Regions from separate parts of the Mus musculus genome. Here region 1 is linked to region 2. A link is a contact called in public Hi-C data. All regions are on one chromosome and are shown on one strand. Each heading gives the region's core, a stretch centred on a gene start, on an enhancer-like site or on the middle of the called end of the contact. The rest is flanking DNA. Distances are from core to core; before and after follow the strand shown.

The links. Hi-C and Micro-C count contacts between places; a contact is called where the count stands out from the background.
Region 1: a Hi-C map of uterus shows a contact between it and region 2, with 2.1 times the contacts expected there. The contact joins two enhancer-like sites. A contact is called at or near these places in 4 of 39 promoter capture datasets (embryonic stem cells and stem cell-derived epiblast-like cells), 1 of 15 datasets of contacts at CTCF or cohesin (large pre-B cells), 42 of 484 Hi-C or Micro-C datasets (8-cell embryo, CD8 T cells, the G1E-ER4 cell line and 14 more) and 6 of 115 datasets of contacts at active chromatin or transcription factors (the SCID.adh cell line and embryonic stem cells).

Annotation. Positions count from the first base shown.
Region 1 is chr6:119,563,716-119,569,978 of GRCm38.p6, reverse strand. No RefSeq gene overlaps it. Among named protein-coding and RNA genes, the nearest start is that of Wnt5b, 22 kb to the right of the region's middle. Within about 2 kb of position 4,373, at least 26 of the 459 cell types and tissues checked have an H3K27ac peak or open chromatin away from gene starts, as enhancers often do. A contact at or near this core is called in uterus, where this site is marked.
Region 2 is chr6:119,488,070-119,494,186 of GRCm38.p6, reverse strand. All of the region lies in intron 1 of Wnt5b (wingless-type MMTV integration site family, member 5B), which reads left to right. Among named protein-coding and RNA genes, the nearest start is that of Fbxl14, 11 kb to the right of the region's middle. Within about 2 kb of position 3,461, at least 19 of the 459 cell types and tissues checked have an H3K27ac peak or open chromatin away from gene starts, as enhancers often do. A contact at or near this core is called in uterus, where this site is marked.

The sequences.
Region 1 (6,263 bases), core at 3,124-5,623, 75 kb before region 2:
ACTGTTTAGACATACTGCCAGGCAAAGGAGTACCTGGCCTATTTTACCAGCCTGAGGAGCAATGCTGCCCCTGGTTGCATCATGGGAAATAGTGATGTGACTAGCAGAATGAATACTGTGCTGCACAGCTTAAAGCCACAAGCCCAGCAGACCACACTACTCAGCAGTTTCCAGGGCTTCCCATTCTTTTTTTTTTTTTAAACTAATATATTCACTCAGTTGTTGACCAGTACTTAGCTGCAAAGGAATGGACATCGATCACAGGCTTGCATATGGTACACATAAATCCATGTGGTACACACAGTCCCTTTTTTAAGTGATAATACAAGTGGACATGAGCATAATACATAATTATGTTTACCATTTTGAAAACTCCCAAAGTACATGGTTACTTTTTTGCATATCTTGGAGCTGCTTTAAAATGATCCAGCTGTGTGTGTATGGGAGAGATCAAGGAGTAGGACATAGCTACAGAAGATTGGCCAGGGAGTGGATGGGTGCTTGAAGCTGAGTATCAGGCTCTCAAGGTCTACCAGTAAGCCATGCTCCCTCTTGGGAGGTCTGTGTGAGATTTCCCTGATCAGCATCAAGAATCACATCTATCTGCTGTGCTTTCCCAGTCAGTTCACATGAGCCTCTTCCCCAGGACCATGCATCCCATAATTCCTGTTGGAAACATCTAGATACAAAGACTAGTACTGTCAGCTCGTTTGCTGTCTGCTAGGCTCCGATGATGGCTTGTCTCATCTCATCTCTACAGTAGTTGGGACACCCTGTTATTCATCTCTCAGATGAGACACAGGACTAGGATCTTAGGCCAGCCAGCCAAGGCATGACAAGGGCTCTCCAGTTGCTTTTCCCCACAACTGAGACTGCTGCTGGACTAGGGGGAGGAGACTAATCCCAATGCCAGCTACTGGGGAGACCTGGGGAGAGCAGCACTTTGCAAATCCTCAGGTTAGTCACTGCAAGATGAATTTGACCCCTAGGAGTGTCAAATGATTGCCTCTGAGATCACATGGGCAAAAACAATGCAGAATGTGCATGGGTATCCAGGCTAGCCAGTGGCCTGTGTGAGCCTAGGAAGCACTGCTTGGGCGAAGAGCAATACCCAGACATGATGGCTACAGTGTGGCTTAGATGGTGGCATATGCCTGTGTACTAAAAGACCACTACTGTCCTGAATGTGTGGCCAGCTGGGGAGAACAACATCTCGCATCACCAGTTGTCCACCCTGTGCAAATTCGTAAAATAGCAGTCCCCCAGCTCTGCAGGACTGATAAGAAACTAAACGAGAAGAGGGGAAAAGAGTGCCTAGCATGGCAGCCCTGGAAAATCAGTGCCTTGCTCTCTCTTGGTGCCTGGAAGGGAAAGCTGCTAAGAGCAGTCCACAGCATCCCTGCACTGAGCAGTGACTGTCAGCACAGGGTCCATTGCCTGCCAGGTATGCAAGGATACATTTCTGGTAGAGAAGCTAAAATGCAAGCTAAATAGCCCAGAGCTATACAGTCAACCAGTGACAGCCCTGGGTCACTCCCCTGTCAATGGATTTCTAGGTTGGTCTGGCTCCTCACAGAGCCTGTGTTTCTATCAGAGGGTCAGGGTCAGGGAATGGAACAGTTGCACCAGAGTCCTGCCAGCCTCAGAAGGGGGAAGGCATTGGGGCCAAATGCTGGCTGGCAGTCCAGAGGAAACAGAAATGATGGTTAACCTGCTCACTATCAGGATGAATATAGTCACATGGTCTCCTGCTCTGTTAGGCTTTGGACACCATTAATTTCCTGGAAAACCAGCAGTTAATTACTTAATGTCCTAGCCACCTTTAGGTTAAACTTTACTGGGAAGGAATGATAGGAGCTGGTAGCACCTTGTCAGTGTTATTTGGTACATAGATCACCCCTTTACTGTGTCAATGTGGGAGTAGACAATTGACCCCACAGCACACAGTGGTTCATGGGGTACCTTGGCAGGTTTGTGTGCCCCCAAAGTTCATGTGTTGGAAACTTCCAAATTTGTGTTGATGGTGTTAGAGGTAAGGCTTTTGGAAGACAATTCAGTGAGTTCATGAAGTTGGCATCCCATCATGGGGAAAAAGGCCCTAGCTGTCACAGTAACCATCACCAATGTGGTGTCTTCTGCTGTGTTAGCATGTACAAAGACCCTACCAGATACAAGAGGATGGCAGCCCCATCTGTTCCCAACCAAGCCAATCTTTCTTCCTAAAGAACTGCACTTCGACAGCATGTTACAGCATCAGTGAGTGGACTAAGATACAGGCACACAGAACACCCACAGCCATGAGCAGGCCCACTGTCGAATGTTATTCTCTCCAGGCTGGTTCTACAGCAGCTGGCTGACCCTCCCACAAGGCCCTGCCTGCTAGGAGGAGCTGTCCTGAAGTGAGGCAGACAGAAGACTGGCCCTACTCAGACAAAGAACCAGCACAAACCTTGACCATGAAGGCAGGTGCACATGGAGCTCAGATGTAGAACAGGTTCCCAGCTAGGCTTTGCTGCCATCAAAGTGTGTGGCCTCATCCCTGGTTATGTCACTTAAGCCTTTGACCTCCAGCCTTCACATGTCTGTAACATGCAAACAAAAGGATGTACCACCTAAATGTCTCAGAGGTCCAGCACTTGCCTAGTGTGTGCTATCTGTGGGTTCCACTCCCACAACATCAGCAGGAGAGGATGCACAAGAAAGCATCAAGCCCGGGTCAATAAAAGGGTGTGCTTGACACTTAACAGTCATTTGTTATAGTAAATCACTTCAAAGCCAAAGCTTGCTTTGGAAACCCACGGCAACCCATGGAGATGCTGACAATGTGCATTGCCCTTCAGGAAGGACGCTGCTCTCTGGGCAGACCTGCTTCCTCCTTCCAGGGCCACCTCGTGCCATCTGAAATCCCCCAAATAGAGAAATCAGCCAAGGATGAGAATGCTAGAGCCTAAAACATGAAGTTTCCCAGAGAAGGGAAGGGGGCACCACCATCTTCCCTCTTATATGTCCCAGTCTGCCTCCTGGTGACTGTGGCCTGCTTTCCTGCAGTTCCCTGAGTGTAGGCCAGAGTTCCTCCCCCAAGGGAGTTACATGCCAACAATCATATTGTTTCTGCTTTAGGAAGCAGGAAGCCCAGATGCCAATGGGCATGCCTGAGCATCGGGGCCTCACTGCCCCCATTTACAAGGATGGGAACCCAAGGATGCCTCCTCTGGCTTTCCATTGCTGTGACAAATGAGACAGAGGGACCCTGGAACCCAATGTGAGATTATCTGGCCTGGCCAGGCCATCCCATCGTGGAGTTCTAGCCACAGCAATGCTGACAGCCCATTGCAACGTTTCCAAGCTCCCTGTGCAGACTCCAATGTGCAAGGATGCTTAAGAGTATTCACCCTTAGGCAAACATAGCTGTTCACCCTTCAGCCACAGAGTAAGGCGCCTTGATCTCCGCCTCTCTCCTTCCAAGACAAGTAGCCTGCTTTCCTTCTCCCATCTCCTCGTTGACCACACACCCTTGTAAACAAGGACTGTTCTTTCTCCTGGGTCCTCCACAGGCCTATGCACAGATCTGAGCTTACCAAGCAAATAAAAGGACTTGCTTACCTGGAAACTTCCCAGTAGTTTCTTATCCCAACGTGTTCATTCCCCGCAGTTGGCTCAGCTTTCACTCCGGCTTCCTGACGTCAGGTGGGAGATGTTGTCCGCCCCCCATCCCCAGCCCCAGCCCATGGAGCTCCTAGTAATGCTACTGTGGTGGTGAGCCACAGGTGGAGCCTGTCTGTCCTGATAAGCAGCTGGGAGGGAGACAGCTGGGCTCTGACCCTGGTGCTCATGGTCCTGGGTGAGGCTCTCACCATCTGGGGCCTCTTCTCCTCCCCTGTTCCAATTCCCTGAGCCTCCCAGCCAGCCCCCAGGAATTCCCACAGAGGTTTCTAAGAAGCTGAACCTGCCTTGAGGAGAGGGAACAACATCGTGGAATCCAGTGTGCAGGTAACGTTGGTCTTCAGGCGGTTTTGGATGTCCTGGAAACTTGCCAGGGATTGCAGTAGAACCAGCGTCCTCCTGAGCACGGGTGCGCGCAGCGTGGCACCCAGCGTATGTGCACAGCTGTGCCGATGCATGCACAAGAGGTGTCGGCCAAGCAAGGGTCTCCATATTAAGGAGGAAATGAATAAACAAGGTCAACATTTTTGTTTCCCTCCGAGGCTTGCAAAGAAGGTGTTAAGAGCACAAGATTTAAATCATAAACTTGGTTAAAAGGCAGACGGCCTAATGTGTGACTCTTGCCAACTTGGGCGTGCTCCTTGGGGTAATGCTACACTGAGCTAATGCAGGAGGAATCGTGGGAGGAAAAGGCAGGCTGGGAGCAAGCCGCAGCGTCAACCAAGGGCAGACCAGCTGGAGCCCGAGGGCCTCAGTGCCTCTTCCTAGTTCCCCTCCTACAGTTCCCTTGACTGATAGAGTTTCTGTTGGGCCTAAAGGACTTACAGCAAGGTAAGGGAGACACAGAACAGGCCCAAATCACCCATGGAACAATTGCCTAAAGAGCAGGAAAGACAGTCAGCAGGCCTGCCAGAGCGGGACACGTCACCTCTGTAGGCTCCCATTCTGTCTCTATTCACCTCAAAAGACAAGGCGCCTCTTCCACGGGTGTGGGAGCTGTGCTCAGCATTGCACAAGGTGCATGGGTGAAGGTGAGTTCCCTGCTTGGATGGAAACTGAAACGAAGACATAGTCCTACAGTGACTATACTATTTGGGACAGGGTGAGGGTAGCCAGAAGAGCATTATAGGGCCAAGAGTCATGCTTCTCTCCAGCCCAAGTCTGCTCCACACTCCCCTTAATGGCCCTACCAGGCCCAGGTTCCACTCAGCCCAGCTTCTGGTCTTAGCACTTACTTTCCAACACTCAGAACTCATAAAGACATCTCTGCCCTACTAGGTCCCTGTGATTTTGTGTCATTGAATCTGCAGGCATTTCACCTTTCCCATCCTTGCCTGGGCAGACGGCTCACTCACATCCTTCCCTGTGCACCTGGAATAGGGACCATTCTGGTCTATTCTTTAAAAATAAATGTGAGCGGGGAGGTGGTGGTGCGCTCCTTTGATCCCAGCACTCAGGAGGCAGAGGCAGGTGGATCTCTGTAAATTCGAGGTCAAGCCAGCCTGGTCTACAGAGTGAGTTCCAGAGAAGCCAAGGCTACACAAAGAAACCTTGCCTTGAAAAGCAAAACAATAGCCGGGCGTGGTGGTACACGCCTTTAATCCCAGTACTTGGGAGGCAGAGGCAGGAGGATTTCTGAGTTCGAGGCCAGCCTGGTCTACAGAGTGAGCTCCAAGGACATCGAGGGCTACACAGAGAAACCCTGTCTCGAAGAAAAAAAAAAGAAAAGAAAAGAAAAGAAAAGAAAAAGAAAACAACAACAAAAACCAAACCAAACCAAACAAAATATACTATGTCTGCCATGCTCATATCCCTTTTGAGACAGGGTCCCTTGTTGCTGCAGACTTGTTGGTTAAGTTGCCTCAGCCTTTCCAGCATTGGGATTTCCCGTGCATACAACACCCAGTCTTTTCTGTGGGTGCTGGGGATGGAACTAGAGTCCTCGTGCTTGTGCACTAAGCACTGTACCCACCATTCTATGCCCTCGCCCCCCCCCCCACTATTCACAGTGTGAGCGAGCCCCTCCCAGCTCTGACATGAGAAAGCATGATACCTCAAAACAGCCTTAGAGGAGCTGGAAGGATAGCTTGGTGGTTAGCTGTCTCCTGAGAGGCTCTGCCAGAGCCTGACCAATACAGATGCAGATGCTCGCAGCCACGGGGAACCCAATGGAGGAATTATGGGAAGGACTGAAGGAGCTGCAACCCCACAGGAAGACCAACAATATCAACCAATCAGACCTCCCTGGAACTGCCAGGGACTAAACCACCAACCAAAGAATACACATGGAAGGACCCATGGCTCCAGCTGCATATGCAGCAGAGGATGGCCTTATCTGGCATTAATGGGAAGGGAGGTTCTTGGTCCTGTGAAGGCTCAATGCCCCAAGTAGGGGAATGCCAGGGCAGTGAGGAGGGAGTGGGTGGGTGAGGGTGTACCCTCATAGAAGCAGGGGGTAGGGGGAATGAGGTAGGGGCTTTGCGTAGGAGAAACTGGAAAGGGGATAACATTTGAAATGTAAATAAGTAAAATAACCCCCCAAAAAGAGTGCTTCCAGCTTTTACAGAGGACCAGAGTTCAATTCCCAGCATCCATACCAG
Region 2 (6,117 bases), core at 2,212-4,711:
TAGTTAAAGCTACCCATTACACCCTTGAACGCTTCACATTTTTTTGAGGTGGCTCATCTTCATCCAAAAAGTCATAGATATGATTCACTCCTGCAGAAGACAGATGATTCAACAACACTGTCCTAAGTAGGGAGGGGGCTCTGAGAGTCTACTCTCAGCCTAGGCTGTCTTAGTTCAGATTGCTATTGCTGTGATGAAACACCGTGACCAAAGCACCTTGGGGAGGACAAGGGTTATGTGACTTCCACTTCCACATCTCAGTTCATCTTAAAAGGAAGCCAAGACAGCAACCCAAACAGGGCAGAAGTCCGGAGCAGGAGCTGATGCAGAGGCCATGCAGGGGTACTGCTTACTAGCTTGCTCCTCATGGATTGGGCAGCCTGCTTTCTTTTAGAACCCAGGACCACCAGCCCAGGGATGGCCCAACCCACAATGAGCTAGGCCTTCCCTCCAATCAATAATTTTAAAATGCCCTACAAGCTTGCCTACAGTCAGACCTTAAGGGGGCATTTTCTCTATTGAGGTTCCCTCTTTCCTAATGACTACAGCCTATATCACGTTGACATAAACCCAGACAGTACGAGGTGCATGACTGGTATGCACAGGACCCTGAGTTCCAGACCAGCACCCCAATCAGAAACTAATGAGAGGATCTACTTTGATCACGTCTCCTTGTTGTTGAGGAATGGCCTCTACAAACCCCTGACTGTCCTGAAACTTACCTGATAGACCAGCCCATCCTCAAACTCAGGTCAATATGCCTGCCTCTACTCAAGCGCTAGGATACAGGTGTGCCATCACCCGCAGCTGGCCATTTGATACGGATGAGAACAAAAATTCCTTTCCAATCAATTGTTTCGTGTCTGATCAAAGGTTTGGAGAAGGAACTAGAAGTTGCCGCTCAGCTTGACGTTCAGTGTGAATTCCATGCTGGCTTTGAAGCTTCCCAGATGAACTGTGAGATCCTTGATCATTCCAGAGTGGGGTTAGAAATCCGCAATCAGTTTTGCATCCATGGCCCAGAGCTAGGGTTAGTAAGGAGAACAGCTACCTAGGCTGATGGGGAAGGCAGGGACTCAAGGCCAGGCTGGGAGTTGTCACCAATCTGTGATTAATTGTATGCTCGGTGATTTGTGTATAAATGACACCCGCAAAGGCCCTGTGAGATACAGACAAACTCCCTTGGGAGTGCGTGCTCTCAAAGACTGCCGTAAGTAGTGCTTGACATTGCAGATCTTACCCACACATTACCTTGAGATTAAGCGTTGCCGTGGGATGGATATTTGCTCAGTGGTGAGGGATGGTCGGTATGTGTGTGTGAAAGAGGGGAGGGGGTAACAGGCAAGGTGGGAACATGACCTTTTGCCCTCCAAAGCCCCAGTGAGTGCTCCAGACTCTGGCAGTGCCTGGGCACTGGGCAAATCTCCCCTAGGCATACAGGGCAGGGGTTAGAGGTTAATGAATGAGTTCACGCCCCACACTCAGTATCCTGTTTGACAGTGGTTATATACATGAGATCTTAAATGGGGTCAAAACGGGAATTGCAAGTTTTCCCCAAACTCTTTATTTCTGCAACAGTGGTGTTCCGAGGTGGCTGCCCCTCCACAGGGAAAAGGAAGAGTGTGGCTCTGGTCTCTGAGAGACTCAGTATATGTCTGAAGCAGGGCCAAGGGGAGAGCAGGTGGGGGCGGTCCTGGCTGCTTCTATTCTTCTCTAGTAATCCCTTAAAAAATAATTGCAGCCCCAGACCTCCGCCTCCAGCACATTTTCCACTTGATTAGAGGCCTTTGTGGGGTAGGCAGAGGGGCCTGCAGACGTGGACATTATGCTGGACCCTGCAATGTCCAGCTGGGACTTTTTCCATCAAAAGGGGATTTTAGTAAAACCATTATCAGGGGCTTAGAGGACAAAGGCCGATGAGCTGCAAACCAGGGGCAGATTAGTGGTAGCAGCCTGTTTCGGGCCTGTAGAAGGGTGGGAAGGAGCTTGCAGTGACTTGCATGCAAGTGCCTTGATTTCTCTTGCTAGTTCCTGGCAGATGAGGAAGTGGGGTGAGTGTAGCAGCTGGGGCTGGGATGTCACGGATGTGCGAGGTAGGACTAATGTCTGCTTAGGCTTCTGGTTATGTCCACCTCGCCTGGAATTCACTGTGACAGCTCACAGTTCACAAGGAGAAATCAAGAAAGGCCCACGTAGCCAGGGGGTAGTGGCACACACCTTTAATCCCAGAATTTGGGAGGCAGAGGCAGACGAATCTCTGAGTTCAAAACCAGCCTGGTCTACAGAGCAAGTTCCAGGACAGCCAGGGCTAACCAAAGAAAGGAAGGAAGAAAGGAAGGCTGGTGCTGGGTCCCTTTTTAGGGCAGATGGACACTGTTTGAAGGAAGCACTGAGGGATTAGGGAAGGCGGGTGCGGGGGGGTGGGGGTGGGGGGGGGTGGCGGGCAAGAGAACGTTCTGTCTATAGTCTTGCTATTAGGACTGGGGGTTCCTTTGGGTGGACATCTGGGGAAAGTTATCTAAAATATAAGCTTCTGTCTTGTTGGGCTCCCCAGAGCCACACTCCATCTTCATTGAGGAAATGGAATTTCAGGCTGTGGGAGTCAGTTGCCTCCTGGAGGGCCCATGAGGGATCTGACACTGTCTCCCTCCCTGGAAGGCCCTGGCTTCTCCCTGTGTGCATTAAAGCCATGTTGACATTACCTGCTGAATGTAGGCCCTTGGGTACCAACTGCAGGGCTCTGGACAGGACATTTCAGGCCTGAAGTGCTGAGTATTCCTGCCTCAAGTGAAATTCACAGAAAAAACTCTGTTCTTTAAAACCTTCACTAGAGAAAACGTACAGGAGGTGGCGGGAGAGGGAGATGGAGACAGAGAGATGACAACACATAAATATAAAGCCTGAAGGCCAGAAGCGAAGCTGTCGGAGGCTGCACATCAAAGCCCCCCTCCCTCCCTCCCTCCCTCTCCGTGCCCAGGGCTGTGAGGGTCCTGTCATCCAGCGTCCTCGGTCCTCCGAGTCATGTGGGGACCTTTCTCTTGTCTGCAGACTCCCTTCCTGGCATTGTTCTTTCCAAACCCGGCTCCGTTCTATATAGTCACTCAGAGACACATTTCAGCAATGGTTTCCATAACGGGTTTCCATAATCTCCCCTGGGAGATTTCATGATTTTCTAAGAGTCCTCTTGGTAGTTCTGGGAATAGCAATGTTCTTCACACTCAAGCGCAGCGCATACTAGAGGTCTGTCTTATTCATTCTCTTAACAAAACAAAACAAAACAAAACAAAACAAAACAAAACAAGAGCTCTGTATGTTTGAGCTAATAATCGGGGCTCACCCGGCTCACAGGCTGGTAGAAGTCTTCCCTCCTTTGTCCCATGGCAGTAGCAGCTGCCTCAGACCCACGCTCTGATTCTCTGACCTCAGAGACTCTAAGTGTCAAGAGGACAAGAGCCCATCCTCTACGCCCTCAGCCCACCCCTCACTGCAGCATGTGGAATCTGGCCAGGGTGGCCCCGCGGCTCTGAGTGCATGCTTGTCTTCGGCTGCCTTTCTCTCGTCTACGTTCTGCATTTACACCGTGCAAGAAACCTCACATCCTTCTTAGACCCATCAGGGTCTGGCTTCACGGGCCCCTTTAGATTCTACAAAGACGGCTTCATGTGGGCAGTGAATATACTGCATTCCTTTGATAATTAAAGTGAATTAGAACAAAAATGTAAACTCCCAACTCTTTTTCTATTTTTCTTTCACAGTAACAGGATGCTTAGCTCTATCTTCATGCATGATTGTAAAATTTCTCCCCACTTGCCAAACTTGGCAAACGTAGCACTCCAACAGTTTTCGAGAAGGAGCCTTAAGGAATCAGCTGATACTTTCCCCCAGGCCCACCAAAGCAGAGCTGCTAGAACTCAGGGATCCCCATGAAACAGTAACACCCCAGAGACACGGTGCCAGGAGTCACCTCGCTGGTGCTTTAAAATTCAGTCTTGGGCTGTTGAGATGGCTCAGCAGGTAAAGGTGCTTGCTGTCCAGACTGACTCACAGACACATGCATGCCTACACACGTATACATACCAAAGGGTGAAAAAGGAAAAAAATTTAAAAAGCCAGTCTCAGTGTTTGGAGGAAATAATGTTCCAGTTGTCAACTCTTAGATCCTGGCAGAACTCTTGCGAGTGGGGGAAACATCAAGAGAAAGGATTTGTTAGCCTGGAGGGCTGGGTGGTCTCGCAACGCAGCCACCAAATCATAGACAATGCTGCCACCTACTGACAAGATCCAGAAATTGCAGATCTGGTGGGTAAATTCTGTCTTCTGTCTTCACCAAAGAATAAACTGTGTTGTCTACACTTAATTTTACTGCTTTATATTGAGTCCAAAACCATTTTAATTAAGTAAAAGCAAAGGAAACCACGTTTGTCTGTTTTCTGCCTCTAAATTGTTTGGACACAGCTCAATTTCATTAACAGCAGGAGAGGTAAATCCTGTGTACATGTCCTAAAATGAAGGTAAAATGAAGCGTGTCATGGAACAAGATGTTTTCTGTCCTCCCTCCTTTGTGCGGAGATAGGGTCTTATGTTGCCTGGGCTGGCCTTGAACTCTTTATGCCTCCATAAGTTCTGACTGTAGGCAAGCTTGTAGGGCATTTTAAAATTATTGATTGGAGGGAAGGCCTAGCTCATTGTGGGTTGGGCCATCCCTGGGCTGGTGGTCCTGGGTTCTAAAAGAAAGCAGGCTGCCCAATCCATGAGGAGCAAGCTAGTAAGCAGCACCCCTGCATGGCCTCTGCATCAGCTCCTGCTCCAGACTTCTGCCCTGTTTGGGTTGCTGTCTTGACTTCCTTTTAAGATGAACTGAGATGTGGAAGTGGAAGTCACATAACCCTTGTCCTCCCCAAGGTGCTTTGGTCACGGTGTTTCATCACAGCAATAGCAATCTGAACTAAGACAGCCTAGGCTGAGAGTAGACTCTCAGAGCCCCTCCGTATTTGTCAAGTCACCTGTCTTCTGCAGGAGTAAGTCGTCTCTCCATACCTATAATGCCCAAGGGCTTTGTGTACGCTAAAGCAAGCACTAAGTACTCTACTAAGTACTAGTTAGTAATGTGCCTCCACCTTGTGGGAATGTGCCTGTTGCCTGACTTTAATTAAGCATCTTTATTTCTAGAGCAAACAACGATGCTGTTTGCTGCTGAGCCATGTATGGTATCACTGGTAATGGATTTCTCATCTCATTGGTAATGCATTTCTGTAGTTCCTTCTGTGGTTGTTTGTTTTGAGATGGGGTTCCTCTCTGTAACAGACCTGGCTGTCCTGGAACTCACTTTGTTGACCAGCTTGCACTTGAATTCAGAAATCCACCTGCCTCTGCTTCCTGAGTGCTGGGATTAAAGGTGTGTGCCAACACTGCCCTGATGCATTTCTATAATTCTTATTGGGTCTTTGGACAATCAGACTCTTCTATGTATGGAAAAAATGGGCTAACTTCTGTCCCAGGAGGCCACCTGATTCTCTGTCTATTGCCTCTGACATACGGTGGCAGAAGAGGTGTGTCAGGTGGGCTGACCTCAGCAGAGTGGAAAGGCCATTCGCCTTTCTCGTCCAGGCTCTGCAAACCTGACTACCTTCTCTGTTCCCAGCAGTGGCCAGCTGTGAGCCTGGTAAGGCACAGGGATGGAACAGACCGCCCACCTCAACAGTTTGTGTTCCCAAATGAAAGACAGATACACAGTTGAGCTGCCCTCTGGGTCCAGAGCAGTCAAGATAGAATATAGAGTTCAGTAAGTAATAACTCAGGACTATTGGCAGGAGGGGGATTTAACCGTGTAGAGGTTACAAAGTGGCCCAGGCATATTAAAATTAAGGCTGTGTGAGGTGTGTGTGTGTGTGTGTGTTTCTTTCGGGAACATGAAGCATCGAGGCAGGTGGCAAACCCACTGACGGGGTTTATTAATTAAAAAATATTACTACCCTTACCATCTAGCCTTAGCCAGCTATTACTCCACTATGTAGACCAGGCTGGCCTCTAACTCACAGAGATCTGTCTGCCTGCATAAGCACTGGGATTACTGGCGTGTACCACCAGGCCTTGCCCTAGTAGTCTAACTATTGCCGT